Linked DNA regions of Sus scrofa: region 1 is linked to region 2. Evidence: chromatin contacts called from public HiChIP or PLAC-seq data. All regions are on one chromosome and are shown on one strand. The core of a region is the stretch at or near the end of the contact, and the rest is flanking DNA. Distances in the headings are between cores, read along the strand shown.

Region 1 (4,154 bases), core at 1,353-3,852, 350 kb after region 2:
GGATTTTCCATTGTGGCTCAGTAGTAATGAACCCAGCTAGCATCAATGAGGATGTGGGTTTGATCCCTGGCCTTACTCAGTGGGTTAAGGATCCGGTGCTGCTGCGAGCTGTGGTGCAGGTTGCAGATGTGGCTCGGATCTGGTGTTGCTGTGGCTGTGGCATAGGCCAGCAGCTCTGGCTCTGATTCGACCCCTAGCCTGGGAAACTCCATATGCCACAGGTGCAGCCATAAAAAGAAAAAAAAAAAGTGGAAAAAAAAAAAGAATGAAGGACTAAAGAGGATGATAGAGGAGTTTCCTTGTGGCACAGCAGCTTAAGAATCCAGCGTTGTCACTGCTGTGGCGAGGATTCAATCCCTGGCCTAGGAACTTCCACGTGCTGTAGGCACAGCCAAAAAAAAAAAAAAAAAAAAAAAAAAAAAAAAGGAAAAAAGACAGAGAGACAGAGGGAATGACAGAAATCAAAGTGAGACAAAAGGAGAATCAATACATATACAACTAGAGTTGTCAAAAAAGGACACTAAACCAAAGGAGTAGAACAAATCCTTGAAATACAAAATAGACACTGTACACAGAAAGGTACACTGTGTGCCAAGGAATACTAACCCAGGGTGGTTAATAATGAGAAGGTACAAAGCAAAAAGCTGGCATCACTTATATGAGGGAGGAGAAGCAAATGGTTTCAGATTTCTCTCCAGTAACATTCAACACCCACAGAGAGTGCAGCAGGAGCTACCAGACATGCAAGAAGAGAATAAGCATGCCAAGGGTTTTATGTTCAGCAAAGCTGTCCTTCAAGTATAAAGTTTACAGGCCAAGAGCTTTGAAGATACACAAATTTGCAGAATATTGTTCCTATGGTCCTTCCTGAGAAAACTATTAGGAGAGGAATTTCAGTCAACTACGAGATAAGGCAAATTCTAGAGCAAAAGGACTGGAGCTGAACACTTGATAAATTCAACTTTAGAACGTCTAGAACCGCTGTGATGAACATATAAGGGAAAAGAATCTGAAAAAGGATACATATTTAAAGAATACATATTTATATATAAAAAGCTGAATCACTACTTGCCCACCTGAAACTAACATGACATGGTAAATCAACTATACTTCAATAAAAAATAAAAAATAGAACAACTGTAGCGATTAGGGTGATATAAGAATGTAGATGTAGAATTTCTACAGCGATGTAGAAATGACATCCTAACCGAGATTGGGGTTGCAGGAAAGAAGGTGGGATGTAGGATATATTTGTTGACTGTCTCATCTGTATACCTGGGAATTCAAAGAACTGCCATTCAAAATTGGCAGTTCCTGTCGTGGCTTAGTGGGTTAAGGACCCAGCATTGCCATGAGCTGTGGTGTAGGTCAAAGATGTGGCTTGGATCCAGTGTGGCTGTGCCTGTGGCGGAGGCCTGCAGGGGCAGCTCTGATTCGACCCCTAGCCTGAGAACATCCATATGCCATGGATGTGGCCATAAAAAGAAAACATTTTTAAATAAAAAACAAAATTGGCAAGTTATACTCATATAACTGAAGTATAGGAGTCTTAAATGGTATAAGATAAACATTAGTGTAGATAAGATTACTGATGGAACTAGGGGAGTAGGGAGGCAGGCAACTACTTCTGTCCGATGTTAAAGCAAATTGTAAAATCTCAATCAGTAAAACATTAATAGATAATCAGACCAATGAAACAAAACCAAAACTCCAGACTCAATACACAGGCGAACTCAGAATGTTATACATGTGAATTCCAAATTTAATACAAGTGGCACATGAATAGACAGATCGGTGGAACAGAACAAATAATCTATATGACCATGGGAATTTAATGTTAATGTGTGATAAGGGTGGCCTCTCATATCCATGGAAAAAAGACACCACATTCCATAAATGATGCTAGACCTAGAAAATTTCAGGTGGACCCCTACTAGGACAAAGCTCAAAGAGATCAAAAGTTTTAAAGGGAAAAAAATCAGTATTGAACTATTAGACAAAAATACAATAGAGGCACTCCCACTGTGGCTCAGCAGTAATGAACCCAACTAGTATCTATGAGGATGTGGGTTTGATCTCTGGCCTTACTCAGTGGGTTAAGGATCCGGCGTTGCTGTGAGCTGTGGTGTAGGTCACAGATGTGGCTCCGATCTGGCGTTGCTGTGGCTGTGGCGTAGGCCGGCAGCTGTAGCTCTGATTTGACCCCTAGCCTTCGAACTTCCATATGCCGTGGGTGTGGCCCTAAAAAGACAAAAAACAAAGAGAATTTCTGTCATTTGGGGGCCTTTAAATGTGATACGTCATAATTTGTGTGACTATCTTCTATTATCTCATTGCAGAGGCCCCTCTGGGCAGAATCCAGACCCAATAATGCCCTCACTGTCTGCTGCTTAAGGACCAGTCCTATCCTCCTTTATGTAGACAAAGATGCCAAGACTTACACTCCAAAGACCAAATGGAGGCCGAAAGTTCTTTTAAGGTTGACCTCTGACAACACAGAGGCACAGGAGCCATTCTAAAGGACAGGAAAGAGTACCCATCAGGCTTTCTCCCTTAACAACGACCTCCAAAAGAAGTCACTGAATGGGGAAGGATGAAGAAGCCTGGCCCCTTCCAAGCTCCTCCTCAAGAAAGGCTGACACTGGTGAAATCAAGAGTACAGAGTACACTCAACCGCAGCCAATTTCCTCCTTTTTTGTTTTTTTTTGTTTTGTTTTGGGTTTTTTTTTTTTTTTTTTTTTTTTTTTTTTTTGCTATTTCTTGGGCCACTCCCACGGCATATGGAGGGTCCCAGGCTAGGGGTTGAATCGGAGCTGTAGCCACCGGCCTACGCCAGAGCCACAGCAACACTGGATCCAAGCCGCGTCTGCAACCTACACTACAGCTCACAGCAACGCCAGATCGTTAACCCACTGAGCAAGGGCAGGGACCGAACCCGCAATCTCATGTTTCCTAGTCGGATTCGTTAACCACTGCGCCACGATGGGAACTCCTCCCTCCTTTTTTTGGTGGGTAGTCAATTAAGAAAGTGAAAACTCAGAAGCTGGTGTGGCCAGATACAAGAGGAATATCTTCATCAGTATGCAATGAGTAGAGATAGGATAAGAAGGTAGGAACTGGGAATTTTCTTTAGAAAGGAACTTCACCAGGAGTTCCCTGGTGGCTCAGTGGGTTAAGGACCCAGTGTTGTCAATGCTGTGGCACGGGTTTGATCCCTGGCCTGGGAACTACTACATACTGAGGGTGTGCCAAAAAAAAAAAAAAAAAAAAGAACTTCATCTGTAGAAATAGTGTTTGCTACATCAAGATAAGTATATTTTGTCACTGAATGCAGGGAGACAGGCTTCTGAGGAAGCCAGCTTGTGCAAGTGGTAAGAAGGCTCAGATCTCTGGTAGAGGAAACTCAGAGATGAGTCAGGCATTAAGGAAATAGAGAAAGAAGGGGTCTCATTTTCTAAATGTCTTGATCACCTCCAAGACTCTGTGGCAGGGAAAAAGTTCCCTTATCTACACAGAGACTTCAATTTTTTTTTAAACTTTTTTTAAGGGCCGTACCCACAGCACATGGAAGTTCCCAGGCTAGGGGTCAAATCAGAGCTACAGCTACCAGCATACACCACAGCCACAGTAATGCGGGATCTGAGCTCCGACTGCAACCTACACCATAGCTCATAGAAACGCCGGATCCTGAACCCACTGAACGAAGCCAGGGATCGAACCCGCGTCCTCATGGATACTAGTCTGGTTCGTTACCATTGAGCCACAGGGGAACTCCTACACAGAGACTTTGAGCCAAGGGTTTTGCACTGTGCAGTATAGTTTAAAAGATGATGACATATACTCATCTTATGTGTATACATATATTATAAGTATACATAATATATACTCTTTATTCAGATTGTTATTTTCAGACAGTGTAAGTATTGTGAAGGAAGTAAAATAGGGTGAAGAGCGAGCAAGCAGGGGTGCCGTCAGAGTCTACAAAGACAGCTCTTCTCAGAAGGTAACACTGGGTGAAGATGGGAATGCTGTTCTAACTGATTGTGCAATTGTCTATATGATACCAATCTACTTTATTCATTCACATGCTCCACTGTAAGCTCAATTAACAAGCTTGTTCCTTTTGGGTAGAAGACTTAATTATCCACTTACTC
Region 2 (4,056 bases), core at 907-3,406:
ACTTGCCCCAGGCCCCAACAAAGGAGAGTAGAAGAGATTAGAAATATTTGCCCTCAGGCCCTGCAAAAGAAAAGATCCCTTGAAAGCTGTGGGCTTTGATACCATTTGTTTCTCCTCTAATTGAGACATTGGCTTTGAAAAAATAGTTCAGTGGGTTTTTTTTTTTTCTTTTGGTCTTTTTAGGGCTGCACTCAAGGCATATGAAGGTTCCCAGGCTGGGGGTCAAATAGGAGCTATAGTTGCCGGCTATAGCCATAGCCACAGCAATGCGGGATCCCAGCCGCATCTGTGACCTACACCACTGCTCACGGCAACACCAGATCCTTAACCCACTGAGCAAGGCCAGGGATCAAACCTTCGTCCTTGTGGTTGCTAGTCAGATTCATTTCCTCTGAGCCAAGATGGGAACTCCAAACATAGTTCAGTTTAGAATATAAACAAGTGATGCCTCTAAAAGTGGAAAAGAATCTTATTGAGAAACTACGTTTCTGGAGATAAAAGCTATCTTTAGTTTACAAAGTGAATTTCCCATCCCTAAAGGACTTATATTTTTTTCTTGGAAAGAAAAACAGAACATTTTTGCTTGGGGAAAAAAAAAAGTGTCCTTTGTCAGTTGGAGCTTAGTGACAGCAGAAGCGCCCCACATGGTAGGTTCCAAAGCCTCACCAGTCTCGCTCACATGGATACAAGCACGTGCGGTCACCGAGCATACAGCATGCACTGACTCCCAGAGAGCTGTGGCTTCTGTGTGCCAGGCGGGTCTGTTATTGCCCATCTTACTTAGAGATGAGAAATGAGTCCCATCTTGAAACGATGGGAAAGATGACTTGTGAGAGAAGTCAGATGGCAACAGAAACGTGTATGAGGATTTGAGATCTGTTCCAAATAGTTCTTGTGAGATTATTTCTCCCTTGTTATTTATTCATTTATTTTTAGGGCTACACCTACGACATATGGAAGTTCCCAGGCTAGGGGTCGAGTCAGAGCTGCAGTTGCCCGCCTAAGCCCCAGCCACAGCAACACCGGACCTGAGCTGCATCTGCGACTTAGGCTGAAGCGCACAGCAGCGCTGGATTCTTAACCAACCGAGTGAGGCCAGGGATCCAACCCACATTCTCATGGAGACTATGCTGGGTTCTTAGCCCTCTGATCCATGATGGGAACTCCCAATTTTAAAATTCTTACAAGCCAGGTTCCTGATACTCCTTTATAACTGCACTCATTTCTTTTGTCATCTCTGCCTTCCTGTCCTCATTAGGGTGTTTTACTAGAGCGAACCAGAATTACATTCAAGAGCTGGCTTTCCATTCAGAGTCTTGTTTCTGATGCCTATATCTTGAAGTGTGTTATAAGTGCCTGGCTATGTCAGCCTCGCCTTTGCTTCCAGTCACCGAGTCTCCATTGGCATGGTTACTTCCACTTTGCCATTCCACATCTTTGCCAGAACTTGGTCCAAAGCAGCAATTCCCCTTCACCTCCAGAATGGAAATCACCCCCTAGGCAAGTGAGGAAATAGTTGTACCCTTGATGGTGGGTAAATAGATATCCTAATAGATGTTCCAATACATGGGTCACATCTACCCCATTCTTATCCTATCTCTGGTTCCCTTTGTGATCTAGGCCAGGACTTTCTCCCATTCTCTTCTTCAGTGACAACTCCTTTTGGCATTTCCCTCTCGAGATGAAAATCCTCAGCTTTGAGGATTTCTGAAGCAGGCATGTAGCTTTTTTTTTTTCTTCTCCTTTTCATGGCCACACCTGTGGCATAGGGAAGTTCCCAGGCTAGGGGTTGAATCGGAGCTGCAGTTGAGGCTTATACCACAGCCACAGCAATGGCAGATCTGAGCTGCATCTTTAACCTATGCCACAGATCATGGCAACACCGGATCCTTAACCCACTGAGCGAGACCAGGGATGGAACCCAAATCCTCATGGATTCGAGTCAGATTCTTAACCCACTGAATCACAATGGGAACTCCTGAAACAGGCATGCAGCTTCTTAACACTCTTTCTTCCTAATAGATCTGTCCCTTTTAAATACCCTCCTAAGGCTATATCCACTCTTTAGTTCCAACACATCATCTAGGTTACACCCATGAGATCATATTTACTACCCTGCATTCTGGCTTCAGTGTTGGATTTGCTCATGACTCATGAACTGTCTGCACATGAGTGCAGAACAACTAAGAATCAGGTCTGTGGCAAATTTTGAAACTATTATGTGCTATGTGAGTAACAACTGAAAGAACTAAGAGTTCCCAGCTCAGAGAAAGGAAGACTGGCTGGGCTGTCATGTGGAAAAGAGAGTAGAACATTTCCATAAGGTTTCTATAAAATTTGACTTTTAAAAACTAATGAGTCAGTATTACTTGTTTTTTTTTTTTTAAGAATAATATAGACACCCACAAGATTGAGCTTGTCCTGAGTAGTCTAGAATTGCAAAACTGGGATTAAAAGGGAATCTTTTTTGATGCAAAATCAAAAAGAACCTTCCAAGGAGTTCCCATCATGGTGCAGTGGAAACGAATCCGACTAGGAACCATGAGGTTGTGGGTTTGATCCTTGGCCTCGCTCAGTGGATTAAGAATCGGGCGTTGCTGTGAGCTGTGGTGTAGGTTGCAGACATGGCTCAGATCCTGCATTGCTGTGGCTGTGGTGTAGGCTGGCAGCTGTAGCTCTGATTTGACCCCAAACTTGGGAATCTCCATATGCCGCAGGTGTGGGCCCAAAAAGCCAAAAAGCCAAAAAAAAGAACCTTCTAAGAAGTGGAGCTGTCCAATATGAAACAGGCTGTACAGCTAGGTAGTGAGACTCCTATTTGAGTGGTGTTCAAGCAAATGATGATGACCATTGGATTCCAAGCAGAACAGGGAGTTTGACAAAGTGGCTTTCCTAGGCAGTATCCTCCTGATTATGACATACAAAGAACCTTCTTACATTAGCTCAGGTTAGAGGGAATCTTGGAAAGAATTCAGCTTTCACCAAATCCGAGGAAAAGTTGAGCAACTAGGCTGCAGAAAGGGTGGGAATGAGATCAGCTCCAAGCCAGGCCCATTGTGGTGAGTCAGCTCTCAGCTCTGCTTCAGGGTTTTTTTTTTTTTTTTTTTTAGTTTGACTGCTTTCCCAAGAATCTGAAAGACCATTGGCAAGACTGTGGATTTGCCTTTCCAGAGTCAGGTGTTCAGTCCTGGTTCAACCAGTGATGGTCATGGGGGTGGAGTCTTGGGATTCGAACATAACAAACGTGATGACAGAGAGCAGTGCGTGTAAAAATTCTCAGAAAAGTTGGGAGGGGGAGATACCCCAAAATGATATACAGAGTCCTGTCCAAAGTCAGGGCTCACTAACTCTGAGTCAAAAGCACTTTTAAGCAGATGATATTCTTCATGTGGTTGTAAAGAAGTCAGGATTAATTCATATTCAGCTGAAGTCATATGCTTGAGTTAAAGCGAGGGGATGGCAGAGGTGACAGCAGGGCCACGAGAAGAATTGGTGGAAAGGGAGTAAATGTAGCTCACTGATCAACTCACAGACCTTAGTGGGTTGCCTACTGGGACATGCATTTTCTAGGACAAAGCCACCCACAGGCTGAATTACAGGTTACAGAGCACCTGTTTAAATACAGGTTTGGTTTTTTTTCACCCCCATGCAGTTTTTAAAACAAATTTTTCGATTTTAGGATAGTTTTATTTAAAACATTTTTTATTTTCATTTTTTTTGTCTTTTTACAGCTATACCTGTGGGATATGGAAGTTCCTGGGCTAAGAATTGAATTGGCGCTGCAACCACCAGCCTACACCACATGTCTGAGACCTACACCACGGCTTGTGGCCATGTTGGATCCTTAACCCACTGAGTGAGGCCAGGGATCGAACCTCATTCTCATGGATATTAGTTGGGTTCTGAACCCACTGAGCCACAACAGGAACTTCCCCTAGAATAGTTTCAGGTTTACAGAAATGCTGCGCAAGTAATAGAGAGTTCCTACATAAACCATAGATTCCTCATTCAATTTCCCCTACTGGTTTTATTGTTTGTTTTTGTTTTGTTTTGCTT

The links. HiChIP or PLAC-seq counts read pairs in DNA pulled down with a chosen protein or histone mark.
Region 1: a contact with region 2 is called in an H3K27ac HiChIP or PLAC-seq map of alveolar macrophages. The contact joins two enhancer-like sites. A contact is called at or near these places in 4 of 47 Hi-C or Micro-C datasets (embryonic fibroblasts, mesenchymal stem cells and retroperitoneal adipose tissue) and 1 of 2 datasets of contacts at active chromatin or transcription factors (alveolar macrophages).

Annotation. Positions count from the first base shown.
Region 1 is chr7:52,941,654-52,945,807 of Sscrofa11.1, forward strand. The region is part of intron 2 of ZSCAN2 (zinc finger and SCAN domain-containing protein 2); the gene reads right to left. Among named protein-coding and RNA genes, the nearest start is that of ZSCAN2, 14 kb to the right of the region's middle. Within about 2 kb of position 2,603, at least 4 of the 83 cell types and tissues checked have an H3K27ac peak or open chromatin away from gene starts, as enhancers often do. A contact at or near this core is called in alveolar macrophages, where this site is marked.
Region 2 is chr7:52,588,330-52,592,385 of Sscrofa11.1, forward strand. No RefSeq gene overlaps it. Among named protein-coding and RNA genes, the nearest start is that of PDE8A, 32 kb to the left of the region's middle. Within about 2 kb of position 2,157, at least 7 of the 83 cell types and tissues checked have an H3K27ac peak or open chromatin away from gene starts, as enhancers often do. A contact at or near this core is called in alveolar macrophages, where this site is marked.